Linked DNA regions of Sus scrofa: region 2 is linked to region 1. Evidence: chromatin contacts called from public HiChIP or PLAC-seq data. All regions are on one chromosome and are shown on one strand. The core of a region is the stretch at or near the end of the contact, and the rest is flanking DNA. Distances in the headings are between cores, read along the strand shown.

Region 1 (6,820 bases), core at 2,103-4,602:
CACTTTCACAAGTTGAGCTTGAGTTCCCCACTCAATAGTGTAGCTTAACATGCTGAGTGAGGCACATTCCCCTATGGAGTGTCTGTATCACTATTCCTCTAAGCCTGAAATATAACTAACAGGAAAAGCGATATGATCTAGAAACAGGGGTCATTGCTTCATTTAGAGGACGTTATTATTAACCACAGCCTGTTTCAAATAAGATGGTAGTTTTATGAAATTCCAGCACGAGCTGTTATAAGCAGTCTTTGATGTGTTTTTGATGGTATCAGCTGGAAACCCTCAAATCGGAGGGCATCCCACACTAGATAGAAAGTAGATGTTGCCTGTTGCTGTGCTTATAAATGAAAAAGCCTGGCTGGAACTCTTGCAAACGCCAGAATGTAAGATAATAATTCACTATGCTCCTTGAGCCTTTAAGATATAGGTTGACAGGATTTATTTCTTAAAATGAGCTTCATTTCATATTTATTATCTTCATTTATATCTCTGAGAATTAACTATATAAAAAAGCTTCTGTCTGCTTGTATTTATCTTCCAAACCCAGTCTAATAGGATATTTTGACTTTTAAAAGAAGTGGAGAAAAGACCAGAATTTTATAGGAGAAAATTGGAAGAAAAAACGGGCACAAAACCTCAGAAGGCAGCTGTTCCCAGCGGCTTTCTATTGAACAACCTCTATGCTGCCTCTTGTATCTGTGTCTGTATTCTACTTCTGTGTTTAGTCTTCAGATTGTAAGCCTTTCTGGCAAGCTTGTTTTTGTTTTTTTTTTTTAAAGCTCTTTTCCTGAAACTTTTTATGAAAGGCTATGGCACCATTAATGCTGCTGAGTATCTTTAAACTCATTACAAAGACAAGTGCATAGCTTAAGGCCACTATTGGTAAGGAAGCCAGGTGTCCTCTGTGCCTTTTTTCTTTCCTTGAAGTAATTTAAGAACACCCCAAAAATGAGACTAAAAAATTATCATCTTGGTACAACATGGTATTTATATATGCACTTGGACACTTAAAGAGGTGTTGTGTTATCCAGAATGCAGAAGCAGCTCTAAACTTATTAGAGCAAACTTTCTGATATATCAAGTTTTGTGTGTTGGCTTTGCTAGGGTATGATAGGAAAATGAAGACTCTTTAATCAGCTCTAGTATTGCTTTTTAAGAGGGTAATACTAAACTTGGAAAATTATTTAAGTAGGTTTTATCAAGCAATCTGGGTTGTTGTTTTTTTTAATATAGTTTTTAATAGATATTTGAAAAGTGAAAGAAACTTCAGAGGTTTTTTAATGGTGCAGGTGAAGGTGCCGGTTGCTATTTGGTATCACACCCTACAAAAGCTTCATTACTTTATTTGATGCTGGTTGCTAAGCAGCCATTGCACAGAGCATAAGTCTACTGGGTGCCTTTACAAGCCAGAGGCTTGATGCTGCACTGTTGATGTCACGTAAGAAAATAATGCACATGCTCTAACTGCTAAACAGGAAAAGAAACCTAGAAACAAAGAAAATGAAGAACAAAATGACAAAAAAGTTTGATTGAAATAAAATTTGATCAACATAACTGTATTTGGAAACATTCCAGGAAGGTTACTTCTGATCAAACTTGCCTGGGGGTGTTTGTTCAAACTTGTATTTAATAAATGAACATCTGACTTACAACCTTTTGTTATCACTTCCTTTATTACAGTATTAAAAGGCAGTGGCAATTTCAGAAATCCTTCTGAAAACTTCAAGGACTCTACACTTCACTTTTTTTTTTTAAGGTCGTATCAAACGTGTGGCCTGGCTAACTTGACCTCCCTTGCTAGACTTCTGGACCCTGGAGTTAGCTTCAGAAGATGAGTCTCTGGGCATGTATTTTCCTAAGCAGTTCATTTTTGGCTTCACTTTTCTGGCCCAAACCACAGGTCTTTCATTTTAATTGTTGATTATCATGTTCCCCTTTCTTGCCTCTTGTTTCTGTACTCTCCTATGCAAGACCTCAACCCAGATTAACTAACCCAGCCATTCTCCCTGCTCCAATATTCCAGCTACAAACAACTATTGGAGAAAAATGACAGCCTTTAGAGTGGTGTGGCCATAAATGTGTCTCTAACATTACCCAACAACTCTGTGTGTCCTTAACTTAGCAGCTATTCCAAACTTAACCTCTTTCCTCAAATTCTCTCCCACGCTCCCATTTAACCCTTCACACTCAGGTGAACTTGCCTTCTATTTCAAAGACATCAGAATTTCCACTTTCAGACTTCTCTTTCATCATTCCATCTGTGGAAAAGGCCCCACCACTCCAGGGCTAATCCCAACAACCTTATCTCCTACCTCAGCAGGAATCTTGTCAGTCCCCTCTCTCTAGCTTCATCTCTCCCTTCAGTTTCACATCTCATTTGGTTTTCTGATTCATATTCCTTTATAGCCATATTTCTCACTCATCCACTCTGACTTCTGTCCTAATTGTTTGAAACTGATCTATGTTTCCATACTGCTAAATTAACATCCCCAGCCTTTCTTTGACTTCTCTAGAGTATCAGGCAACTGAATCACTCCTTCACTCAAAGGCTGATCTTGGCTTCTTGATATCACTCCTAATTTTTCATTCCACCTCTAACCATTCCATCAATCAAAGTTTTACTTCTGCTCAGGCTTCTTCCAGGTACATTACTTATTCTGTTTTTCTCATCAAATGCCACTTCCCTATATGTATCTTTTCCTCCAGTTATATTTAACTATAAAGTTTCAACTCTGTAGTACATAGGTGTTCTGTTATACATTAATTCAAGGACCTCCTTCTCTAGGAAGTCTTCCCAGATCAGCAAGACGCCTAATTCCATACTAATGCCTTTTCTTTGTTTACAATGCAACTTCTTCAGATCCCAACTCTGCTATATGAACATTTATCAATTCCAGTCTTAAATGGGGACGTTACCTGACACAGAGGCTTTCTTTAAATTCCAGAATGCCTAACAGACTGGAAGCCGTCAGTAAATGTGATTTTGTTCTTTATATCTGAACAGTTCCTTGTGGCTGGTTAGGGAATTAGATTCTAACCCTGATACAGGATGCAAGGGAGACGGGGATTACAAAAGATCAACTAGAGAAAAGCAATGGGCTGAGGCAGATGACAAGTTACGTAGCGCCCCCCCCCCCCCCCACTATACATGTTTGGCCTAGGACCCTCTGCCTTTGTAAGACGATCGTGTTGGCCTAGAAAAATCGCAACAGCGCCTTCCAGTCCTAACTTCCCACGTTGTCCCAGAAAAGCTGCAAAAGCACCCTACACAAAAAGTGGAGGTGGGAGCAGCAGGCTGCCCGGGACGCTCAGGGCACATGCGCCTTCCCGCCCCGCTCCTGTCTTCCGACTTCCCTGAGCGGCTGCCCCAAGAAATGCCTGTTTCTCTGCGGCAGAAATGTGTTGCTTTTTACCTGCTCTCTGATCTCATCTTCTCATACCCACTTTTCCCTCTTGTGAGTGAAGAAAATAAACTGACCCACTGGATTCCGAAGAGACAGTACACCTAAATATATTGGACAGGCGCAGAAAGAGGAGGCCTGACCTTGGAAGCGGAACGGGGTCCTGCCGCAGGTCCTTCCTGGCGGGTGACATTCAGCCAGCCAGTCGCAGCGACGGACTTTCACTCCTAGAACCATGGCCCAGTTTGTCCGTAACCTCGCGGAGAAGGCACCGGTCTTGGTTAACGGTGAGCGCGGCGTGAAGCCTGCCGACTGGGGTACCCGGGCGCGGGGTGCGGGGGAGAGGCCTGCGAGGGCCTGAGGGGAGGACGCGGGCTGCGGTCACGAGGGGCCGGCGGAGCTGTTGTGTGTGCCGCCTGAAGGAGGACTGGGGACAGAAGGCAGATTCGCGATTCTTTTCTAGCCTTTTGGCCAGGCCTGCGGCTTGGGTTCTCTCTACAATCTAGAAGTTCTGAATTTTGACCACGACGGGGAGGGGAGGGAGTGTGCAAGCAGCCGGGGGTTGCCCTGCAGCCGCCGCCATGACGCCCTTGGACCGCTCGGAAAAGGAGCAGGGAGGGGGATGGCTCTGTTAGGAGGGCGAGGGAGGTGAGGACAGAGACGTGTAGAAGTACAGACGTGCGGCCTCATCGGCTTTTCTGCTTCCGGTGGAGTATTTGGAAGGCTACAGAGCTTTTAAGGATGGGTGACCTTTGGAACGTTGCCTTTGCTTTATGCCTTGGCCAGGCTCCGAGGTATTTTGTCTTTAATCTAAGTGAGTTTTCAGATGAAGTTGAACTTTACGGACGAATGTCCCTGCCTTGGTAAGTATAGGAAGGGATATGTGTAAATAGTAATCCTTATTATCATAGTTCAGCGTCCGTGGGGATTTTCCGTTTGGAAAAGCATCGCTGGTCGAACGCTGTGTTTCGGAACAGGTGAATAGTCACAGCCCAGAGTAGTAGTCTTAAGTGAGTAAATGTTTCAGTTGTCTGCTGGGTATCAAGCTATTCATTTTATTCCCAAAATGAGATCAGTTAAATTAACGGAAGCCTTTCCATTAGATGTGCTATATTCTAAGTAAGTGGTTGAAGCGCAGATCTCTAAATAGCTTTCGGTCAGATTTGATTAGAAAAGTAAATAGAAATTTTTTTAATATGTATAATATTTCTGAAGCTATTTTGCTGTGATTGGTATTTTCTTATTCATTGTCTCCTTCCTTTCTTCCATGAACAGTTATTGAAAGTCTTAACAGTCAAATAATTGATTCTTCCTATGGTTCCCTTCCTACTACCAGTTAATACACTTAACCAAAGAACTTAAGTGTGCAACTTTACTAAAAGCACTACATTTTTTACATAGTACAAAGAGAAGACATAGCAGCTTGCTTATTTCGACTTTGTGGATGATTTGAGACAAATTTTCTAGAATTGCAAGTGGGTTTTTTTTTCCTCCTGCCATGGCTTTCACATCTTTTTTAATTCCTTCTTTGCCTGTTTTTTTAATTGCCACACGTGTGGCATATGGAAATTCCCAGGCTAAGGGTCAAATCCGAGCTGCAGCTGCCAGCCTACACCACAACCACAGCAATTCGGGATCCGAACCCCATCCACAGCCTACACCGCAGCTCACGGTCAACACCAGATCCTTAACTCCCTGAGCGAGTCCAGGGATGATGGAACTTTCATCCTCATGGGCTAGTTGGGTTCGTTTCCACTGAGCCACAGCAGGAACTCTGGCTTTCACATCTTTTCAGTGGTGTCTTGAGGAATTGAAGACCAATTTTTTTTTTCCAAATGATTTTTATCTTTTCCATTATAGTTGGTAAGACCAATTTTAATAATAGTTTACAAAAAAAATAAGAAAGTTTTAAATTATGAAATATAACTTGTTATAATTAATTCAGCTCTTTATTATGAATAAAGATAAAGGTTGTTATTCTTCCAGACATACTCAGAAAGGAGAACTCAACCGGGGCCAGAATGCTAAAGTAGAAATATATTTTGTTTTCTAAATTAACTCAGTGTATTAAATGTTAATGTTAAGTATATGAAAAATTGGAGTTCTCTTCTGGTGCGACAGGTTAAGTATCCAGCCTTGTCACAGTCTATGACAGTTTCATAGTCTTTGCTTACCTTTCATGACCTTGACAGTCTTAAGGTGTCTGTCTAGGTGTCCTATAAAGATGGTCCTCAATTTGGATTTGTCTGGAGTTTTTGTAATGATTAGTCTGGAACTATGGATTTTGAAAGAGAATACCACCAAAGGGAAGTGCCCTAATCACATATCAGGATGTGAGTGATATTCATATAACATCACTAGTGAAATTAGCTTTCATCATTTGGTTAAGGTAGTTTCACTAGGTTTCTCCTAAAGTTACTGTTTTTTCCTTTCCATATTTTTTAGAAGCAAGTAACTAGGAGTTCCCTGGTGGCCTAGTGGTTAAAGGATCCAGCATTGTCACTGCTCTGGTGCTTGTTTGATCCCCAGCCCGGGAACTTCCACACGCCATGGATGTGGCAAAAAAAAAAAAAAAAAAAAAAAGAAGTAGGAGTTCCGTAGGGCACAGTGGTTAGCGAATCCGACTAGGAACCATGAGGTTGCAGGTTCGATCCCTGCCCTTGCTCAGTGGGTTGACGATCTGGCGTTGCCGTGAGCTGTGGTGTGGGTCACAGACGCGGCTTGGATCAGGCGTTGCTGTGGCTCTGGCGTAGGCTGGTGGCTATGGCTCCAATTAGATCCCTAGCCTGGGAACCTCCATATGCCACAGGATCGGCCCAAGAAATGGCAAAAAGACAAAAAAAAAAAGAAGTAGTAGTAACTAAATTGGGGGAGGTAGAGGCAGGATTCCATCTCCTGTAGGAGGGAATATCTACATATATTTAGTAGAATTCTTCTATGAGAAATAATTGTCTCTGCCTCATATATTTATTCAGTCATTCATTGTGTGGACTCATGCACATTTATTTCATACTTTGTACCTCCAGTAGTATATTATTTTGTTGCTCAAACTATTCCAGCTTTGGCCATTGAGAACTCTTTCAGTATGGCACCTCTCTCCTTTGGACATTCCCCCTTTCTAGTTCTACAAGATGCTTCAGATTCTATGTATTCCCTGCCCTAGCCTTAAAATAGCCATTTCTCCAAAGAACCTGAGTTCTTTTTATTGGACAATAGTAATTTGAAACTAAGATCTAGGTACTGTATATATTCCTTGCTACTAGTCTACGGTAGTCACCCTTTAATCACAGGGGATAAGTTCCAAGACTGCCAGAGGATGCCTGAAACTACTGGTAGTACTAAACACTGTATATGCTGTGGCTTTTTTGTTTTTTGTTTGCTTGTTGTTTTTACTACTGCATGTATTGCATTCGGAAGTT
Region 2 (6,820 bases), core at 2,529-5,028, 520 kb after region 1:
CAGTGTAGGCTGGCAGCTGCAGCTATGATTCGACCCCCAGCCTGGGAACCTCCATATGCCATGGGTGAAGCTCTAAAAAGCAAACAAACAAACAAACAAAAAACCCAAAAAGCCAAAAAACAAAAAACACACTCAATGTATTGATGTAGCAAAATATTCACAATACATTTTTAGGGGTGAAAAGCAAACAGCAGCAGAACAGTATATCCATATGATTCCAAATGTGACAGAAACTATGTTTATATATACAAATATGTTGTATAAGCACAGAAAATGTCTTGAAGAAAGTAAGTATGAAACAGTAATTGTCATCTTTGGGGACTGGTGGGTAGCAAAAGATATGGAAGACAATTCCTTTTTATTTATAGCCTCAGTACAGCTTTTTTTTTTTTTTTTTACTTTTTATGGCCACATCTGTGACACATGGAATTTCCTGGGCTAGGGGTCGAATCAGAACTACAGCTGCTGGCCTATATGCTACAGCCACAGCAACACAGGATCCCACATCCTCATGGAGACTATGTCAGGTTCTTAACCCAATGAGCCACAATGGGAAATCCTTTTTTTTTTTTTTTATACAAAAAAGTACTTTTTACAATTGTTTTTTCTTTTAAGCTGCATCCCCCGGCATGTGAAAGTTCCCAGGCCTCAAACCAGTACCACGGCAGAAACCTGAGCTACAGCAGTGACAACACCAGGTCCTTCACCCTCTGAAACACAGAGGAACTCCACTTTTTACAATTTTTTTTTTCTTTTTAGGGCTGCACCCGCAGCACATGGAGGTTCCCAGGCTAGGGGTCGAATCGGAACTCCAGCTGATGGCCTACGCTACGGCCACAGCAACATCAGATCCAGCCACGTCTGTGACCTCCACCACAGCTCACGGCAACGCCAGATCCTTAACCCACTGAGCGAAGCCAGGGATCGAACCCTCAAGCTCATAGTTCCTAGTCGGATTTGTTTCCACTGTGCACAACAGTAACTCCACAATTTATTTATTTATTTATGTTTGTCTTTTAGGGCTCCATCCACAGCATATGGAAATTCCCAGGCTAGAGGTTGATTTGGAGTTGCAGCTGCCAGCCTACACCACAGCCATGGCAACTCAGGATCTGAGCCACATCTATGACCTACACCACAGTTCATGGCAACGCCAGATCCTTAACCCACTGAGTGAGGCCAGGGATCAAACCCATGTCCTCATGGATACTAGTTTGGTTCATTACCACTGAGCCACAACAGGAACTCAAATAAATAAAACTGTCCCTTTGCCTGTTTTGTAGCTTGACCCTATTAATTAGCAGACTGTTAGCTGCATGCTTCCCAGGCTTCTTCCTAGTTGTGGGCATGCTGACCACTTAATTTTAATTAAGTTAACATCTTGATGATTTTAACAATTTGACGAACATGTGTAGAACTTTTCTGCTAGTTTGAACAAGTCAGGTATGACCAAGACACATCTCTGCACTTCAGGAGATTCTTAACTACTGGGCTTTCCACTGGCTGCTAAACAAAAAGCAATAGGATGAGCAAAGGACCTTGGAATTGAAAATAAACTCTGCAGTATCCACTCTAGACATCTTCACAAAAGGGATGACATTTCATTCATTCAATCATGAATTGATCTAAGAGCTTATAAATAGATTGAAAGCTTACCACATTCCAGACAAAGTCACCAGCCGTATGGAAATTTCATTCTAGTTCATCTTTCAGAGCCCTATATAATAGAAAGAATTTATCAGGCAGAGGGAACCAAAGGCTAGAGATGCTAAAGTACACAGGAGCAAAAGGACTGCAGGACTATTGCCTGGAGGAGAGTGTGGAGGAGGGAGGGGGAAGGGGGAACAAGTGGGAGACAAGACTGAAAAGGAGGTTAGGAAACCTAGTGTTAAAAAATCATGCTGCAAAATTTAGATATTTCCTGAAGGCTGTTTAGAGACATTAAATTAATCAGGAAAGTCACTTTAGAGACTTTAAGACCAGAGTCTGAGTATCCATGAGGACGCAGGTTTGATCCCTGGCCTTGCTCAGTGGGTTGGTGATCCAGTGTTGCTGTGACCTGCAGTGTAGGTCACAGATGTGGCTTAGCTCCCAAGTTGCTGTGGCTGTGGTGTAGGCCAGCAGCTGCAGTTCCAAATCAACCCCTAGCCTGGGAACCTCCATATGCCACTGGTACAGCCCTAAAAAAAAAACAAAAAACAAAAAAAACCAACCAACCAACCAAACAAACAAACAAAAACGGAAAATGGATCACATATGGTAGAGGCCTGAGTGTAAAGGGAAGCTTCAACAGGAAGTCAAGACCTGAAGGGGAGTCTGACTACTTTCTGGGTCTGAATTATGTAGTTGACTGTATACACCCACAGACATTGTAACCCATCCAGGTTAATGCACCAGCACCAGCAACAAATCTTTTTTTTTTTTTTGGCAGCCAAAAAAAAGGCATAAGATCCTAGGCCAGAGATTGAACCTGCACCACAGCAGTGACTCCAGCCACAGCAGTGACAACACTAGATCCTTAATCCACTGAGCCACCAGAGAACTCCACCGTTAACAAATCTAAGGAAAGCTAGGGACACCATACCAGCTTTATTTGCTCATCTTTCAAGTAAGGTCTGGGCTAGGACCCAGTCTTTTTTTTGGAGGGAGCTCTAGGGTAGAGATGATAGTCTGGGGATTTTAGCCCTGTGAAGGAGCAATTTACCTTAGGTCTGAAAGGAGATAGGAAGGCAGTTGACTCTGGGAGAAGTGGCTTATGAAGAATTAGTAAAATTCCTCTAGATTAGCAGGTTTACCGTTTTTTGTTTTTTGGGTTCCTTTTACTGCACCCTGGGCAGGCGGAAGTTCCCAGGTCAAGGATTGAAGCTGCACCACAGTAGAGACCAGAACTCTGGGTCCTTAACTTGCTGTGCTATAAGGAAACTCCGAGCATGTTTACAGATTAAAAATGTCTTCTCTTAGCAATGATTCTGCAACCTTTTTGGCTTTGCCATTACATCTTTACAGGAGCAATGCTCAGAACACCCCATGGTGGTATGAGTGTGATTAGGTCTCAGATTAGGCCTTCAGTTTGTGTTCCCAACAGCCAGCTGGTACTGCCTCTGCCACTTTACACCTGTGCAACCTTCCATAGAATTACTTCCTCCTTCACGCCTCAGTTTCCTGCTTGCAAAATGCCAGTAAGGATAGTCATCCCATTGGGTTATTCTGAGGATTACATGAGGTAGTTTTTTGGGGGGGTTTGCAATTTTTTTGCTTTAGCATATGGAAGTTCCCAGGCTAGGGGGTCCAATCAGAGCTGTAGCTGTTAGCCTACAGGATCCGAGCCGTGTCTGCCACCTACATCACACCTCACGCCAACCGGATCCTTAACCCGTTGAGCAAGGCCAGGGATGGAACCCGCGTCCTCATGGATCCTAGTCAGGTTCATTACCCGCTGAGCCACGAAGGGTCCTCCTACGTGAGGTAGTTAACAAAAGCTTTGGACACACACTGAGCACCCTATTAAACACTAGTTATGATTGTTACATTGTCTGTATTGGTCCTTGTCTGTGTCCCAACCTGCGCGCTCTTTCCCCGCATCTGCACAAGCGAAATCGACCACCTCATCCGAACACACAGCACTAGGTGACTAGACGACTGGCTGGGTTTGCGCGCCGTGAGGCAGCCAGGAGAAAACCCGCGCAGCCGCAGAAGGGCTTGCAGTGGCGCCTGCCCTCCACTGGGGGCAGATGGGTTCGCCCCGCCCCCTAGAGGTCAGAGGTCACCGGACGGCAAAGGAGCAGCTCCGCATCGCGGATCCCGAGTCCCGCGCCGATGGCGCCGGCGCAGCGCTGCCCTCTTTGCCGCCAGACTTTCTTCTGCGGTCGCGGGCACGTCTACAGCCGCAAGCACCAGCGGCAGCTGAAGGTGGCTTTGGAGCGGCTCTTGCCGCAGGTGCGGACAGGAGGCCGGAGGGGACCATGGAAGCCCGGGGGCGGGGATGCGAGCGAGCAGGGAGGGCCGGAGGGCTTGGGATCTGAAAGTCCCGCCGGGGTTCCACTTAGCCTCTCCCCCTTTCTGCCACAGGTAGAGGCTGCCCGCAAGGCGATCCGCGCCGCTCAGGTGGAGCGTTACGTGCCCGAGCACGAGCGCAGCTGCTGGTGCCTGTGCTGCAGTTGTGAGGTGCGGAAACACCTGAGCCACGGAAACCTGACCGTGCTGCACGGGGGGCTCCTGGAGCATCTGGCCAGGTGAGCGCCGTGTCAGGAGCCGCATAACAAAATCGAGCACACTTGTGGAAGGGAGGGTTTGGGGTGGGTGAGAGGAAGAACGCTTTTGTGATTTGATCAGGGTAGATAATTGAATCCTCTTATAGGCATCAAGGGTAGCAAGTTTATGGCTGCCATGGTCCCAGTGGTGTTGGAGGTCTAGCTCGAAAGCCAGCTGAGCAGCTGCCTCAGACAAGGTTGCTGCCCATCACTTCCTCTCAGATTCTTCCATTTTTATTGGGAGGAGACTGGAGATGCTGGAAGAGACTACTAACAGCATACATCTCTCAGCCTTGCCCAGAGGCAGAAACCCAGACGTCAATTTGCATTATTTATTTAATGCCTATATATCTGAGTAATATTCTTTAATCTCTCATTGAGATTACTTATCCTCTCCAACCTCAGCCCAGAGCACAAGAAAGCAACCAACAAATTCTGGTGGGAGAACAAGGCTGAGTTCCAGATGAAAGAGAAGTTTCTGATCTCCCCCCAGGATTATGCACGGTAAGTCCCTGGTTATGAATGATTAAGTGGCAGAGTGTGGATTTTCTGGGTCTGTGTTAGGTACTGGAGCTTCGTCTATTCATTAGAAGTATGGTGGACCTCATTAGTATCCATTTTCTTCGTAGCACTCATTCTAGGCACTATTTTGGACACAAAAAAACTATGACAGAGTCCTTGAAAGGTTTATAATCTAGTTAGGGCATGGGATTTAGTGTATTGAGCCAATAGAGAACAGCATGTAATGAAAGTTGGCAGTAAGCAATTACTTAATGTGTGACAGAGAGACTACTAAGGTCCTTTAGGAACAGAAGAGGCTATTTTCTTCCTTTTTTCCATTCTCCTTTATTCTAAAAACACCTAGTTTGTTGCAACCTCATAGATCAAAAAATAAAGTCAGAAAAGGGTGTGGGGAAGATCTTTGTAATGTGCAGGGGTTGGGAAAGGAGAAACGGTTGGTAACCCGTCCTCTCCTTGCACACGCAGCCCTGGCTAGGCAGTAGGGGATCTGAGAAGGAAATAGGCAAAGATCTAGGGTTGCTGAGGGTTGGAGGCGGCCCCTAAACACAGAGCTTACCCCAAAAGCCCCTTCAGTGCATGACAGGGAAGATGAGATTCAGAGATGGAAGCAGCAAACAGAAAAATCAAGTTAGCAGTTACACAGGAGAAGTGGAGTCATTATGGTAAGGAGCTTAAAGAAGGAAAAACTAGGTAAAGGGGCAATGAGAAGTTCTCCTTGAGACAACCCCCACCCCACCCCACCCCCGCAAGGGGGAAAGAGAGGTAGGAGCCAGTTTGCCTGTTAACTTAATATTAAATTGGGAGTGGGAGTTAACAAGGAAAGTTATTTCAGGGGATGATTTCTCACCCTGTACAAGAGAAGCTGAGGGGCCAGGCCCGGCCCCTCACTAGTCAGCATGGTGGTGGGATTATGGGGAGGGGGAGTCCTCAGGGCCCTGTATAGCTGGGCAGGGAGGCCCTTCAGCCCTTCATCCCACATCCCTTGAAGCCTTGTGCCAGTGAAATTCCAGAGGGCACTGCTGCCAGAATCGGGATGTCTCCCTCTGCCATTCATTGTTAAATGTGGCCTCACTCTCATCCAGGATGTAATCCTGCTGCTTCTCCTGGTCTCCTGTGCGGTGGTTTCAGGGAGCACTGGAGGATGTGAGCCTGGTCTCGGAAGTGACGTCCCATGGACATCTGCTCCAGTCCACTGTCCGAGTCCTGTGCAGTCCCCCATCTCCAGGATCCCACCTGGGGCTCAGCGCCTCTGATGTTGCCTGGTAGACCTTGGAGGCACCATCGCCATGTTGAAGTAGATGATAGTGGAGGATGACAAGGTCTGGCAGTTGCCTCCAGCTGTCATGTGCTCCATGTTCCCAATCATGTCCATGAAGCCACCCCACCTTCCCAGCATCCTAAAGTGGCATGTTGCCACCAGTGATGCTGAGGAAGGGGCTATATCCAAAGCCATCTGACAACTTCTCGTTCACGTGCTGATGGTGAATGGCAAAGGGGTCCATCAGAACGTGGGGTCCTCAGGTCCCTCATGAAGTGGAACATCGTGATTTTAGCTCCAGGGGGCTCCACTTGGTTCCTGATTGGGCTCCATGGCCCATCTGGCCTGTCTTACCTTTCCCAGGTCATGGCAGGATCTGGCTTGAGGCCCAAGACATGGGATCGGTCCAGACATGAGCTCTGAAGCCTCCATGCACCACCCCCCCGCCCCCGGTCCACCGGCTAGAAGAGGCTTTTTTTATTTTTTCCCTCTTTTTGGCTGTTCGTGGCATATGGAGTTCCCAGGCCAGGGATCAGATCCAATCTGCAGTTGTGATCCACGCTGCAGCTGTGGCAATGCTGGATCCTTAGCCCACCTTGCAGGGCTGGGGAGCAAACCTGTGTCCCAGCGCTCCAGAGGTGTCACCAATCCCAATGCACCACAGCGGGAACTCCCAGAAGAGTCTTTTTATAGTGTGCAAGCAACTTGTGCTCACACAGTGCTCACCAACTTATATTTTAAGTGGCCTCTGGAGGACCCTGAGCAACTGGAATGCAGGAAGGGGGTCAGC

What was found. HiChIP or PLAC-seq counts read pairs in DNA pulled down with a chosen protein or histone mark.
Region 2: an H3K27ac HiChIP or PLAC-seq map of skeletal muscle shows a contact between it and region 1, with 4 times the contacts expected there. The contact joins the promoter of CCDC84 here to the promoter of ATP5L in region 1. A contact is called at or near these places in 1 of 5 promoter capture datasets (liver) and 1 of 2 datasets of contacts at active chromatin or transcription factors (skeletal muscle).

Annotation. Positions count from the first base shown.
Region 1 is chr9:45,703,097-45,709,916 of Sscrofa11.1, forward strand. ATP5L (ATP synthase, H+ transporting, mitochondrial Fo complex subunit G) reads left to right here and starts at 3,353. Exons shown (of 3, transcript NM_001244137.1): 1 at 3,353-3,688. The coding sequence starts at 3,637. It overlaps LOC102167309 (a long non-coding RNA gene), which reads right to left and starts at 3,676. Exons shown (of 2, transcript XR_002335663.1): 1 at 3,545-3,676.
Region 2 is chr9:46,226,632-46,233,451 of Sscrofa11.1, forward strand. It overlaps CCDC84 (coiled-coil domain containing 84), which reads left to right and starts at 3,779. Exons shown (of 11, transcript NM_001244396.1): 1 at 3,779-3,936; 2 at 4,069-4,232; 3 at 4,656-4,754. The coding sequence starts at 3,817. It also overlaps the pseudogene LOC110255442.